Linked DNA regions of Ovis aries: region 1 is linked to region 2. The links are chromatin contacts, called in public Hi-C maps. All regions are on one chromosome and are shown on one strand. The core of a region is the stretch at or near the end of the contact, and the rest is flanking DNA. Distances in the headings are between cores, read along the strand shown.

Evidence for each region. Hi-C and Micro-C count contacts between places; a contact is called where the count stands out from the background.
Region 1: a contact with region 2 is called in a Hi-C map of liver, with 2.7 times the contacts expected there. The contact joins the promoter of DPF1 here to the enhancer-like site in region 2. A contact is called at or near these places in 4 of 16 Hi-C or Micro-C datasets (hypothalamus, liver and tail adipose tissue).

The regions. Positions count from the first base shown.
Region 1 is chr14:47,416,914-47,423,998 of ARS-UI_Ramb_v3.0, forward strand. It overlaps DPF1 (double PHD fingers 1), which reads right to left and starts at 2,595. Exons shown (of 11, transcript XM_060398594.1): 1 at 2,459-2,595. The coding sequence starts at 2,490.
Region 2 is chr14:47,330,670-47,338,455 of ARS-UI_Ramb_v3.0, forward strand. SIPA1L3 (signal induced proliferation associated 1 like 3) reads left to right here. Exons shown (of 22, transcript XM_042230909.2): 11 at 7,310-7,561. Among named protein-coding and RNA genes, the nearest start is that of DPF1, 85 kb to the right of the region's middle. Within about 2 kb of position 5,387, at least 1 of the 54 cell types and tissues checked has an H3K27ac peak or open chromatin away from gene starts, as enhancers often do. A contact at or near this core is called in liver, where this site is marked.

The DNA of each region.
Region 1 (7,085 bases), core at 1,345-3,844, 83 kb after region 2:
GTCACTCTGGCCTCCAGGTCCCCTACAGTGGCTACCCCAATCTCATCCACAGTGAGCCCTGCCCCCCCCCAACCCACCAGCTCAGCTCCAAGAGCCCTTGCCACCTTCCTCTGTCACCTCCCACCAGCCTCCAATACATCCTTACACTTGCTCCCCCACACCTCTAGCCTCAGGTACCTGGCTCACCCCCAGAACCTTGGCATCAGTTTTGCTCAGCTTGGAGCCTGAGTATAGAACACTCCATCAGCTCCCTGGAGGCCCTTGTCCACCAGTGCAATTTGACCCACAGCTGACACCTAGAGAAGGGTCTCTCTCCCCTTCCTTACCCCTAGTCACCCTCTCAGATCCCTCAGCCGCAGTCAAACTCCCATGTCCAAACAGTCCTGTCCCCATCCACCCATGCCCTGTGTGGAAACTGGACCACAAGTGAAATCAACATTGATACTAGACAGTAAAGAATCTGCCTCCAATGCAAGAGACCCGGGTTTGATCCCTGGGTCGAGAGGATCCCCTGGAGAAGGAAATGACAACCCACTCCAGTATCTTTGCCAGAAGAATTCCATGGACAGAGGAGCCTTACGGGCTCCAGTCCATGGGGTCGCAAAGAGTCAAGACACAACTGACACTCTCACTACATTTAGTCAGAGTCAGGCTCAGTACCAAGTGCTTTACAAACATCACAGCAGCAACCATGAGATAATAAGAACTGTAATGATGCCCCAGTTCACAGATGGTAACGCTGAGGCTCAAGGTGGGGAGGTTCCAATACAGGCAGTCAGAACCCTCCAGAGCCCATTCCTAAGGGGACTGGATTCTCTCAGGAGCCAACCCCTTCCCTCCCATCACCTCCTGTAGATCCCTCAGAAGGTGAGTGCAGAAAGGGCTACTGGCACTCCCACCCCCAAGCTTACTCAGGTCTTCAGGCCCCCGCAATGGCTGCCCCACACCTACTCCAAGAGGTCAAAGTGAGGAGGTCTGGATACCTATAGATCCACCAACCTGCACACGAGCCCAGTGCCAGCCAGTTTGAGGGTGTCCCTGATAGGGGTAACACGTCTGTGTTGAAGAATTAGAGCGAGAGGGAGGCAGAAGTGTCACCGTTACACACTGTCTCACGCCTACCCCAACCCCACACACGCCCTCCAAGCCGGCTTGGCTCTCCGCAAAGCCACACGTGTAGGCGCGAGCTTGTAAGGCCCGGCCCCCTCCATGGCCCAACTCCCCCCACCATCAGAAACCCGAAGCTACTGGGGGCCTTAGGTCCGGCCACCCTAGGCACAGCCTTTCCGGAGGGCGGGAGCGGGGGGCGCCCCGAGCCCCTCCCCCACCCCAACCCCCAGCACCCGTAGCTCAAGGTCAAGGTGGCGGAGGCGAGGGGCTGGGGGGAGGGTGGGGGAGGTCGCCCCGGCCCCTTTGTGCGGCGCCGCGGGCGTTCGCCCTCCGCCTCCTCCCCGCCAGGCCGGGGAGCGGGGGAGGGGAGGGCCGCGCGCGCCAGCCGGGGAGGGAGAGCCGGAGCGGCCGCGCGCCTGTCACTCCCAGCCCGCTGTCACCGTTGGGGAAGGGGGCGGGGAGCACTGGGACCCAGGAGTTCGGGATCCCGAGGAAGGAGCGAGAGAGACGGAAAGAGAGGGAAGAAGTGGAGAGAGCGAGGGCTGGCCAGGAGAGGAGACGGCTGGGAGACAGCGTAGGTTTGAACCCAGGCGTCCAGGATGCCAGCCGCGGGGTCCGGGAGGAAGCGAAGCTCGGAGGAGGCACGCGGACAGGGAGAAACGGAGGGAATCCCCGGAGACTGAGGGCGCTCCCAGCACCCTCTCCCGAGGCATCCGGTCCCCAAGGAGACAGGAGATGCTCTCATTACATGTGTACGGGCAGGGAGAGGCAGAGAGCCCACGGTCTAAACTGACCGGAGCGTCGGGGCTTTAGGTCCTGAAGACCCGGGAAGGAAAAAAAAGGGGGGAGACAGCAGGGATCGAATCGGGGACCCCGACGTCTCAGCTCCCACCCTGCGGCCGCGCAGACCGAGGTTCCGGGAGAAAGAGAGGGGAAAGAGAGAAAGATGCTTTTGAGGAGGTAGAGACCTGGGAGACTAGGGTCCGGACTTAGGCATTCATACTCCCAGCCCCAGGCAGGGGCAGACCCGGCGCCCCGAGAGACTCGGAGGAGGAGAAGGAAGCCCCTACCCCCACTCTGGGTGGGGAAACGGCCTCCGCCACCCCCAGCCCGCGCCACATTCCTTCACTGACAGCGACAAAGAGGCGCCCCCGCGACCCTGGAGTGGCTCCTGCCCCCAGCCCCAGGAGGGAGACAGGGGGTGGCGGCACGCCCCGGGGGGACAGGGGGACAAGCTGGGGGGCCCATTCAACTACCATCCGCCCACTGCGTCCCCCTCCCCAGCGAGGGCGGGGGCAGGGTTCGGGTTGGGGGCGGATGGAGGGACGTGGACGGCGGGGACACTCACGACTTGAGCGGGTTCTGAATGGCGGTGGCCATGGCCCGCTCGGCTGGGCCGCCTCCGGCCCGGGGCGCCGCTGCCGCTGCGCGCGGGCCCAGCCCGGCCTGCGCCGCCCGCTCTGCCGCCCAGCGCGCTACGATTTCATTCATTCTTGGGGCTGCAGCGCGAGCGAAGCGGGGCGGGCCGGGGGCGGGGCTCGGCCAATCCCCGCACCTCCCGGCGCACGACGGGACGTGGAGTCTAGGGGCGCTCGGCGGCGCCCGAGGGCGCCCCTGTCCGGACTACACGTCCCAGGGGGCGTCGGGAAAACCGTGTGCCCATTGGCTACTGAGGATACAGGGCGGGACTGGACTCGCCCCAGAGCATCCTTTCCCTTCCCTGGAGTGCTCCCTTCCCAGCTCTGGCTCTCCATCCTTCAAGAACCACGGGCGCGCGGGAATGGGTGGCCGCTGATTTCTGGATCTCCCCTGGGTGTGTGGATGATCCCAGAGTCTGTCGTATATTCTTGTCTTTGCCTACTTCTCTGGTGTCTCTTCTTTTGTAAGCCAGTCTGTAAACAAGCACAGGGGTTAATCCATGCCTTTGTTCATTTATTAAGTGACAGGCACTCTTCTAGGCACTGGGGAAACAACATGAACAACAGATAGAATTGCTGCCCTCAAGGAGGTGAGCTGTGAGTGGGGAAAAACAGATGATAAACAAGCAAACAAGCTGTTAATTTTAGAGAGTGGAAAGTGCTATAAAGAAAGTGGCTTCTCTGAGGAGGTGACATTTGAGCTGAAACCTGAGAAGCTGTCACCATGCAATACACAGAAGCAGGAAAAGCTTGACAAGTTCAAAGATTATTGTGGAAAGCTAGTGTAAAAGAGTCGAGTGAGTGAGGAGGGAGACAAGGTTAGCCAGAGAGCAAGGAACCAGATTATGTAGGGCCTTGTAGGCCATTATAAAGAAAATGGATTTTTGTTCCAAGTGCAATCAATCATCCTTGACTCTTCTTTTTTCACACACACCTCAAGTCCATTATCAAATCCTGTTATCTCTACATTCACAAATAGATCCAGAATCTACTCACCCTTCTCCCTTCACAGCCTCCGTCCTAGGACTCCCTCCTCCCATCATCTTCCCCCTGGACAGTCCCTGACTATTCTCTCCAGGGTAGCCAGAGTGAACTGCGTAAAACAGCTGGCATCACCACGCTGTCTGGCTCAAAACTTCCAATGACTTCTTTCACACTTGGAATGAAGTTCTAAGTCCTCACTATGCTCTCAGGGCCCTACTTAAGCAGATCCCCAACCTCCATCTCATTTCCTCGGTTTATTTAGGCTGTGCTGGGTCTTAGTTGCAGCTGCCAGGATCTTCGTTGTGTGGCATGCAAACTCTTAGTTGCAGTGTGCGTGCTGGATCTACTTCCCAGCCAGGATGGAGCCTGGCCCCCTTACATTAGGAGCACAGAGTCTTACAATCTGGACCACCAGGGAAATCTCCCCACTACATTTCTGATCTCATCTCCCTTCTTTTCCTTGACTAGCTTTGCTGACTTATTAGAAAAGACCCTGATGCTGGGAAAGATCGAAGGCGAGAGGAGAAGGGGACAACATGGTTGGATGGTTGGATGGCATCACCTACTCTATGGACATGAGTTTGAGTAAGCTCCAGGAGTTGGTGATGGAAGGGGAAGCCTGGTGTTCTGCAGTCCATGGGCTTACAAAGAGTTGGACATGACTGAGCAACTGAACTAACTTTGCTCCAGTCGCACTGGCCTCCTCCTTATTCCTGGAACACTCCGGGCCCACTTCAGCCACAGGACCTTTGCATCTGCTGTTCTCACTGCCTAGAATGTTCCTCCCCCAGGCATCTTCATGGTTCCAACAATGACTTTATTCAGGTTTCTAAATTAATGTCACTCCCTCAGAGACAACCTCAGCTAAAACAGCATCCCTGAGAAATTCTATGTCCTCTTGAAAGCTTTTTTTTTTTCCCCCCGGGACTTCCCTGGTGGTCCAGTGGCTAAAATTCCACTCTCCCAGTGTAGGGAGTCTGGGTTCAATCCCTGGTCAGGGAACTAGATCCTGTATGCCAGTCTTTGCCATATGGAAAAGACCTTGGTGCTGGGAAAGACTGAGGGCAGGAGGAGAAGGGGACGATGGAGGATGAGATGTTTGGATGGCATTACCAACTCGATGGGATGAGTTTCAGCAAACTCCGGGAGATGGCGAAGGACAGGGAAGCCTGGCATGCTGCAGTCCAGGGGGTCACAAAGAGTCGGACACGACTTAGTGACTGAACAACAAAATGCTGATCCTGTGTTGCCATAACTAAGATCTGGTGTAGCCACATAGATTCATATTTTTAAAAAAAAAAAAGCTTTCTTTTTCTCCCAACACTTACAGTACTCCATCCTCATACTATAGACCTATTTACTTACTTGATTTATTGCCAACTCCATTCCTTTGAATACCAGCTCTATGAGGCAGAGGTTGTTATTTAATCCACTGCTCTCTCCCCAGTACCTAAAACAGGGCCTGAAAAATAGCAGGTGCTCAACAATTATTTGTTGAATAAATAAATGAATCAATTAGTCATTATGCTCCATGTCTCTCCCCACTGTCTGGCTCTGTGGAGCACAACCAGCAAGGAGAGAGAGAGTCATGTGGGCCCCAGGCTGTGCCCTCCCACACACATAGACACTTAGACAATCTCAAGGGACCAGGGTGGTGGCCAGGGTAGCAGTGGGGGCCGTTGTTGAATTAAGACAACCTTCCCAGCAGAGGGTCTGGAGCTAAAGCTTCAAGGCAAAAAGAAAGGAGAAGTTCGTTTCTACAGAATCATGCCCTGTGTGGGCATGCAGTGATGTGTTTGCACTACTTATTTACGTATTGGCTGCGCTGAATCTTCGTTGCTGTGCACGGGTTTGTCTTTTGTTGTGGCGAGTGAGGGCTACTGTCTGGTTTCAGAACATGGGCTCTAGAGCACAGGCTTGCTAGTTGTGGCACACGGGGTTCATTGTTCCATGGCTTGTGGGATCTTCCCGGACTGGGGATCGAACCCGTGTCCCCTGCATTGGCAGGCAGATTCTCAACCACTGGACCACCAGGGAAGGCCCAGCAATGAAATGTCTGATGGCTCTGCCCTAGGCTTTGCCTTAAGTTTGCAGTCCTGTCGGGTAACAGACCCCTCACTATACAATGACAGCCAAGGGTGGGGGAAGCCCAGGCAGAGGGGTCAGGAGATACACGGGCTAGGGGAGCCCAGAGGAGGTTCCTGACCAGTCTGGGGGTCAGGGAGGGCTTCTTGGAGGAGGTTTCAGGGAAATCTTTTAAATCTTGACCCTCTGATCTCTCCAGACACAAGGCAAGTTCCTGTCCTGACCTCTTGTGTCCGTGATGCCTGATCTTCCTGTCACTCGAATCTTGGTAACAAGCAATTTAATCACTTCTTTAAGCACTTCTCCCAACCTAGAACCCAAAGATTTGACCACCAGAGGGCACTGTGGCTCCAGTTTTTGTCTGGGCAGTCTGTTCAGGACTCCTCAGATCCAGGAGGGACATTGTGGGGGGCAGTGGGACCAACCAGTGGACACATTGGTCCCCCCACTCTGAGCCTCAGACACTGCCCAGGACTTGGTTATCAAGGTCAGAGCCCCTCCCTACAAAAACTCCTGTGGAATCAATGTGTGTGTGCGTGATAAGTCACTTCAGTCGTGGCCGACTCTGCAACGCTATGGACCATAGCCGGCCAGGCTCCTCTGTTCATGGGATTCTCCAGGCAAGAATACTTCAGTGGGCCGCCGTGCCCTCCTCCAGGGGGTCTTCCTGACCCAGGGATCGAATCCACATCTCTTGTCTCCTGCATTGGCATGCAGGTTCTTTACCACAAGCGCCACCTGGGAATCAATAGGAGTCTCTCTGTCCCAGACCCCTGGGAGCCCAGCTTGGGCCTCTGAGGGAGCAACTTGCTTAGCCTCCCTGATCCCTCTCTTTCCCACTATTCTTCAGAGGGTACAGCCCTCCCCTAAGCTGCCCTTGGGATGTTCAGACATGACCCTTGGAAGTCTCCTGCCCAGATGGGGATACTGAGGTATACAGGAGGTGTGGCTGGTGGCGGGGAGGGTGTCATACAACACCAGGACAAAAACAATAGCAGTTAATAATAATAACTACAATACAGGACTTCCCTGGTGGCAAAATGGATAAGGATCCGTCCACCAATGCTGGGGACACGGGCTCCATCCCCGGTCCAGGAAGATTCCACACGCCACGGAGCAGCTCCGCTAATGAGAACGACAACTTACTGAAGCCCACGGGCCCAGGGCCCACGCTCTGCAACAGAAGAAACCACCGCAACGAGAGTCCCTCACACTGCAGCTAGAGAGAGCCCACGGCAACAGTGGAGATCCAGGGCACCCAATGAACAACTGAGAAGCAATACCCAAGACCCCGTTAGTTAGCTCCTCCTGTGTATCAAGACCTGTCCCGAGCCTTTTACAGGTCTAATATTGCTATCACACAGACCACACTTTGGAAGCAGGACTCTCCACCTCAGAGTCAGACGAGACAATCTGGGCTCAGAGAGACAACACCCTTATCAAAAGACCCCACTCATCATTGCAGGAAGATCTGGGACTTTTTTTTTT
Region 2 (7,786 bases), core at 4,137-6,636:
CCCTTCCTCAGCAGGTGGCGATAATGGTGTCAGGGTCCAAGTCAGCATCTGTGGAACCCCTCCTGCAGGCAGTCATGGTCTAAGCTCTGCACGCGCATGCTGTCCCCTCCGGCCCCCACCACAGCCCCACAAGGTGGGCACCCTCCTTAGTCGCACATAGCGTTCAAGTCCTTGCCTGAGGGAGTTCCCTGGCGGTCCAGTGGTTAAGACCGTTTCCACCGCAGGGGCCGTGAGTTTGATCCCTAGTTGGGGAACTGAGATACCACATACCTCAAGGCATAGCCAAAAAATAGTGGGAAAAAAGACCTTGCCTAAAGGTCCAATGTGCTTCATCATTTGTTCGGCACATATTTACTGAACCCCTACTGTGTATACACTCCATTTGAAGTCTTGAGTAGGATTTAGCAGCAAACAAAATAAAGGCCCCACTTCCCTTGGAGTTTGTGTCCTGACAGGCAGTCATTAAATAGGTGTGTAACGCAGGACCAGGCAGTGAAGAGCTCCGAGGAGAAGAGCAGGGTCTAGAAGGGGCTAACAGGTGGTCAGGGAGGGCTCCCTGGTGGAGGCTGCCATCTGATTTTCCAGGCCAGCAGAACCCAGGCCATGGACAGGCCAGGGCAGGGTCTCCAGAGTGTCAGCGTATGTAGGGGGAGGGTTCCTGCAGCCCAGGGAGGGCAGTGTGGAGCACGCCGAGCAAGGCTGAGATGGGGGAGAGGGCCTGGGTGGGGGAGCAGACTGGGCGCCCTTCCTGGACACAGTGTCAGGCTTGGGTTTTGTTCACTGGGAAGCCAGGGCAAGATTTGTTTCTTTCTGTTTTGTTTTAATGGAATATCTCAAGCATCTTTCTCTTATTTATCTGCCTGCATCAGGCCTTAGTTGCCGCACGTGGCATGTTCGTTGTGGCCCATGGGCTTAGTCTAAACTCCATGGCTTATGGAGTCTTAGTTCCCCAACCAGAAATCGAACCCGCATCCCCTGCCTTGGAAGGTGGATTCTTAACCCCTGGACCACCAGGGAAGTCCCGTATTTCAAGCATATTAAAAGCATGCTAAGGGGGAGGGAGGTGGGAGGGGGGTTCATGTTTGGGAATGCATGTAAGAATTAAAGATTTTAAAATTTTAAAAATAAAAACTAAAAAACAAAACAAAACAAAAAAAGCATGCTAAGTCCCCTGTTTCAAGATTTGTCAACATGTGGCCAGTTCTTATTTTGTCTTTGTTTCTTTTTCATCCCATACCTCTCCATCTTAGATTATTTGAAGCAGTCTCACTCCTTCAGCTGTCTCTACCCAGTCAGGACCTTAAAAAAATTTAGCAGACTGCCTCAACTCCCCTGTCCACCTTTAACTTCTTTTGTATCACAGGCTCTTCCTGTGGCATTTGGTTGATGAATCTCTTTTTTTTAAATCTTATTTTTTTTCTTACCTTTTGTTTTGGGAGGAAACTGGGCCTCTTGTTTTTCAGTTTCCCGCTTCCTGGATTTATCTGCTTGCATCCTGCTGATGTCCTTTAACCTGTTCTTCTGGCACGTGTATTTCCCACAAACGAGTTAGGCATAAAAGCTTGATCAGATTCTAGTTAAATTTCCTTTTTTTTTTTTCTTAAGATTTTTTTTTAACGCGGACCATTTTAAAGACTTCATTGGGTTTGTTACAATATTACTTTTGGTTTCTGTTTCAGTTCCTTGGCTGTGAGGCATGTGGGATCTTAGTTCCCTGACCAGGGATCGAACCCACCTTCCCCGGCTTGGAAAGCGAAGTCTTAACTGCCAGGGAGGTCCCTGAATTTCTTTTGGTCACAGCACTTCCCAGGTGTGCATCCATCAGGAGGCGCCATATGTCTGGCTGTCCCTGTGGGAGTGATACTAGGGGCGGTCAGAGGGTTCCGAGGGTGGCAGCCTGACCCTAAACGCTATGCATTTCCCCTCAGCTCTCAGCAGCCATTTGTGATCCTTGTCTGGATCCCCTGTGTCATGATGGGTCACACTCAAGTGATGTCCTCAGTTCTAGCCTGCCTTCTTTATGTTTAAACAAATGTATTTATGTGTCTGTCTTTGTGCTGCGTCTTTGTTGCTGCACACCAGGTTTCTCCAGTTGCCGTGAGCGGGGCTATTCTCTAGCTGCAGCGCACAGGCTTCTCATCGCAGCAGCTCCTCTTGTCATGGAGCACAGGCTCTAGGGCACGCGAGCTTCAGCAGTTGCTACTCCCGGGCTCTAGAGCACAGCGTCAGTAGTGGAGGCTCACGGGCTTAGTTGCCCCTCGACGTGTCGGATCTTCTCAGACCAGGGATTGAACCTGTGTCCCCTGCGGTGGCAGGCAGATTCTTAACCACCAGCCCACCCACCAAGGAAATCTTTTCTTCATTTATTGGCTGGAATTCTTCCAAAATGAACATTCCTTCAGCAGCCATTTGATTCCTCTGAAATATAATTTGTACAGAGAAGGCAGGATAGATGTGATTCTGAGAAGAATGAATTGGTACCCTAGCAACCTCCAGCGATGACTTGGAAACAGTGGTTCTAGAATCACTACATCCCAAGGCCGGAAGCACAGCTGCACAAAGGACAGTTTGGGCCTGGGCCCTCACAGCCCTGATGAATGGATTGGGGAAGACAACCAATAAAAAAGTAAGCCAGTGAGATGGTTCACACAGTCCAAGCGGAAATCACTGGGTGTAGTGGGAAGGCAGACCTGCAGGGAGGTTGCCTACATTTGAGCCCAGGCTCCTCGTCTTATTGACTGTGACCTTGGGGAGATTTCACCACCACTCTGTGCCTGTTTCCTCTTTTATAAAAGAGGAAATGGAGCTTTTACCCAAAAGCGGCTATAAGGTTGGAGGAGGCGAGCCCCACAGAGCACGCAGAACAGGACGTGGCCTGTAGGAGGCACTCAGAAGACACCAGCCATGAGGTCCTGGGTGTGAGGAACATTAGGCCTGATCTAACATCGGACTGGGTGGTCAGGAAAGGCCTGAGGGTGAGAAGGAACCAAGAGACAGGCCCTGTGGGGGGGTAGGGTAAGAACAAGAGGCCCTTGGGTTGTTGACGGACCAGAAGGAGGGACACGTGGCTGGAACAGGGTGAGCCAAGAGAAAGGCACACAGTGAGGGGACACTGAGAGCTTACACACGTGATCTCCCAGGGCTGGTGTGATCCCTGGTTTACAGATAAGAAAACTGACACCCAGGGTGGACCACTGTCTTGTGCAGAGTTGCATGGCTGCTAAGTGGCAGAGCAAAACTCAGTCCAGGTTCCCCATCTCCGTGTATTCTGCTGCCTCTCAAAGCAGTCTCGAGCTGTGGGCATGTGAGTCCTGGTTGCACCCTCCCACCTTCTTGAGTCTTGCTTGCTCTGAACTTGGTGGGGGACAGTTCAACCCTGCTACAACCCAGGGCTTGGCCACCCAGGTGCCAGTCCTCTAGCCTTGGGACTCCAGTCAGGCCCTAGGCGTCCCCTTCTCCCAGCCCTCTTCCAGGGCTTCCTCCATCCCTGCATGGGGCCAAGGGCAGGCCACACCCATGCCAAGCTCTGCAGGGGCAAGTCAGGCTGAAGTAGCTCTTCTGCCTCGTTGCATACACACACACACACACACACACACACACAGTAGCAGCCCGCCTGTTGGATGACTCTCCAAAGCTCGGAAGCACCAGAGGCCACACAAATATCCTTGGACCTGCAGGTAGGGACCAGCTGAGTGAAAGGCAGCATCTGCAGGCTCCCTTCTCCAGTTCTGGGGAGATGAGGCCAAGGAGGGTGTGACCAGACACACGGGTGCCACTCCCCGCCCTGTTTAGGAGGAAAGCTATCATCCAGCTCCCTTTACAAGGCAGCCACCGAAACGGGACAGCTGTGGGTTGGGACTTGCGTGGTGTGTGTGGCTCTTCAAGCGCAGAGGGGTCTGGCTGACCTCGTTTGCAGAGCTGATAGCCCAGTTTTGCTGTTCCTCCAGCCTCTTGCTATGACCCTGGCCTCCTAGCCTGGGTGTCACAATCCCTGCCACCAGCCAGGCTTTGTAGGGCCTGGGTCTGGACCCCAGGCTCTTCAGATACTGCATAGCATACAGGGGGTCATACTCACACCCCCAGACCGTGAGGCTGGTGTTCTCAAGTGAGCCCCGCCCAGGGGGGCCAGGTAGCCAGGAGGGACATCCCAGACCATGAGGCTGGGGTTCTCAGGTGAGCCCCACCCAGGGGGGCCAGGTAGCCAGGAGGGACATCCCAGAGCCCCTGAAGCGGTGTGTCATGGTAACCTGGCGTGTTTGTACAGGCTCATCTCACTGTGTCTGTCCTGCCTGATGGAGAAGCTGATCCAGGACACCTTTGGTTCCTCAATTGGATTCAAGATATCTGAAGGGGGAGGGGATGCTCCTCCCTGAGAAGGGGAATTGAAACCCCACAAGTGAGTGAGTTGGAGAGAGAGAAAGGAGTCCCCATGGCCTCCAGAAACTAGGCTGTTGGGAATCAAAGAGGAGGCGGCAGATAGGAAAAGCAGTTTGCGAAACTGGCCATCCATCACCAGGCATCTTCCGCACATGGCTGAGAGGTTGGAGAGGGACTCTTTAGTGCAGCATTGTTGGTCGAGCAAAAGACTGGAAGAAACTAGATGTCCAACCATAGGAGACTGGCTGAGTAAATCCCAGGCCATCCATATGATGGAGTAGTAATTGATTGTTTACAGAAAATGCAGTGAGTCAAGAATATGTAAAAACCTGGCAGCTGTGGGTGCTTCTGGTGGGTGTAACTGGTGGACAGAGGTGCCGTTTAATAACACTTTAATTTTTAAAAACAATCCTAAAACTGGATCAGTGAAAGGAGCTTCTCAAACTTTCTCATGTCAGCATCATCCCTGGCAGCTTGGTAAAATGCAGCTTCCCGGGGCCCACCTCAAAGAGGACTGTGATTCAGAGGAGCTGAGTTGGGCCCAGGCATCTGCTTTCCTTTACCGAGCACTCAGGGTAATCTAGATGCTGATGGATCTCAGATCACGGGGAAGGAATTTGTTCTAGAGCCCCCGGGTGGGTTTGGCTGGACTTCAGAAAATGGAAAGAAGGCTTCTGCTTCTGAGCTTGTGGGAATGGCAGGCAGAGTCCACAGAATCAGCTGGAGAAGGCGACCACAGCAACAGCTCTTATGTGTTAAGCACTTGGCATGCGCCAGACTTCTAGCTGATGCTCACCACCACCTCCATTTTGCAGATGAGGAAACTGAGGCTCTGAGAAGGAAACTCCTTCACCCAAGACTACATGGGCCATAAGCAGCAGAGCTGTGATCTGAACCAGCTGTCCGCCTACTGCGCCCTGGCTCTCTGTCACTCTGTGCTACCCTCCAATGATTGTTTTCCCTCTTTGAGGTCATGCCCAGGGACTCTTGGCCAAAGGTGGAGCTGTCAGTAACGGGCAGAAGTCACAGGCCCGCGGAATCTACCCACTGGCTCCCAAACCACTGTCCCAGTAAGCCAGTGTGTATGGTGGTTAAAGTTGTGGGCTTTCAAGTCAGCTTACTATCTTTAAATCCAGTTTCTGGGAATTCCCTGGTAATCCAGTGCTTTCACTGCCAGGGCGTGGGTTCAGTCCCTGGTTAGGGAGCTAAAATTCTACAAGCCACATGGCACAGCCAAAAAAGGAAAAAAAAAAAAAAAGGATAAATCAATCAATTCAGTTTCTACCTCTTACTGGCTGTGTGACCTTGAATAGGTTACTTAACTTCTCTGTGCCTCAATTTGCTTCTTTCTTCAGTGTATCTATTGATAATAACCAGCAACAGAGGTGAAGCAAAAGAGAAACTTGACTGGCTAATGCACCTAAGAAGACTGGGAGATAGGGCAAGATTGAGATGTGGCTTTATGCAGGGTCTTGGACATCTTCATCAAGAATCTCTCACCTGTTTCATGTTCTGCATTGCCATCATTCTCAAGCCACCTCTTCCTCGTCGCAGCTCCAGCTTAGGTCTCCCCAGCTCAGCAGCCCAGTGAAACAGATCTTTTTCTTACCACCTACCCTCCTTCCCCTGCTTGCCCACCCCCCACCCCACCCCCCTTGCAGCAGTTCCAGAGTTGATGCTCACTGTCTTTGATTGGCTCAGCTTGGGGCACCTGACAATCCTGTGCCCGTCACCTCAAAGAAGCGCTGCTGATTGGCTGGCCTGGGTCACATGCTCATACCTGGAGCCAGGAAGTGGGATCCACCCCACCCAGAGCCCACAGACCTGTTCTCAGGAGAAGGGGGTATAGAAGCTAGGCAGGCAGGAGCAGCGGGTACGCACTGCCTGGGTCCACGGTGGTAGCACCTCCACCTGGGCCTGGCAGATCTGCAGGTCCTGTTAGGCGTTCGTATGCTGTCATTCCTCACCTGGCACCTGGTGAGGCGTGGGCACCTACTGATCCAGAGAAGCTGCTGGAAGGCACTTCTGAATACCAGCTCCAGCTCCAGTGCTGCCAAGGGCACTGTGTGTCTGGCCCAGGTGCCAGAGAACATTCCTGGGTCACTTTTTGATGCCTCCTTAGCAGACGTGACCTGGGTCCACGACCACCAGATCTTTTGCCGGGTGACCCTGCAAGTGCCCGAGGCTCAGGAGAACCCCAGAGGGCTGGCTCGGTGTGGGCCTGACGGCTTCCAGGCCCAGGGCTCCTGCCAGCTTGGCTCCCACAGCCCCTGGGAGGTGGGTTTTGTGAGCACGTCCCCCTGCTCGGGCTCAGAGCCCCCTCCCATGCTGCACTGCAGCGGAGGCGGAGGACGCCAGCCCAGCCCACGGAGCCCCCCGCCCTGAGCCAGGAACATTGCAGTGCGTGTGCCAGCCTGGTCTAGGGGGAGTCACAGGCCGTTGTGCATCTATTTCAAGGTTCTGGATTTTTCGTGGCTTTTTTTTTTTTTTTTTTTCCAACCACCCTGCAAAGTAGGTCACCTGCTCCTCTTCCAGCTGCCTTTGAGCTTCTTTGGAACAAGGCAGATACTGTCCTTTGATGCCGAGGGCATCCGCCTTTCTGGCCCTGAGTACTGCCAAGGGAGGGTGGGGGCGCCAAGCTAGCCTGAAGAGGACACTGGCCAACTGGAGGCCTGGGTCAGGGTGAAGGGAGAGACCGGGAGAGACGAAGAGGAGGGGACGGGGAGATGAAGTAGAGTGTGCCCAGCAGTCGGGGCCATTGTGTTGGACCCTATCTCGGTTGAGGACACAGAGCTGCTCCATTTCAGACCAATTTGAAGGGTCCCCACTCGGCCTTTAAAATAGAAGACTGTTCAGATCTGGGCTGCGAAGCAGGAGCCCTGCGCGCTGGTGGGCCGGGGCCTTTTCCGAGTAACGATGTTTTTCTTCCCAGAGGGTGGCCAGAAACCTATGATATGAATACCTCGGAGCCAAAGACCGAGCCGGAGGGCCTGGCCCCGGGGGGCCGGCCCCCCTACCGCAGCAACGCTCCCTGGCAGTGGAGCGGGCCCGCGTCCCACAACTCTCTCCCGGCCTCCAAGTGGGCTGCCCCCGCCACCCCCGGACACGCCCAGTCCCTGAGCCGGCCCCCGAAGCAGACCCCCATGGTCCCCTTCCGGGAGTCCCAGCCCCTGCACAGCAAGAGGTAAGGACACCCCCACCCCTGCCCAGGGGTGCCACCCAGCCCCGCCTGCCCCCTGCCGCCCTCTGCCTTTCTCTCTCTCCTCCGCCTGTTGTCCGCCCTCCTCCTCTCCCTTGCCTTCTCATTCTCGTACCCCTCCCTTCCTCCTTGCCTTAAACTTGCCTCATGAGCCTCTGGAGCGTGGACGCAGAGCTGGGGCGCTCAGCACCTGCTGTTGGAAATCCACCC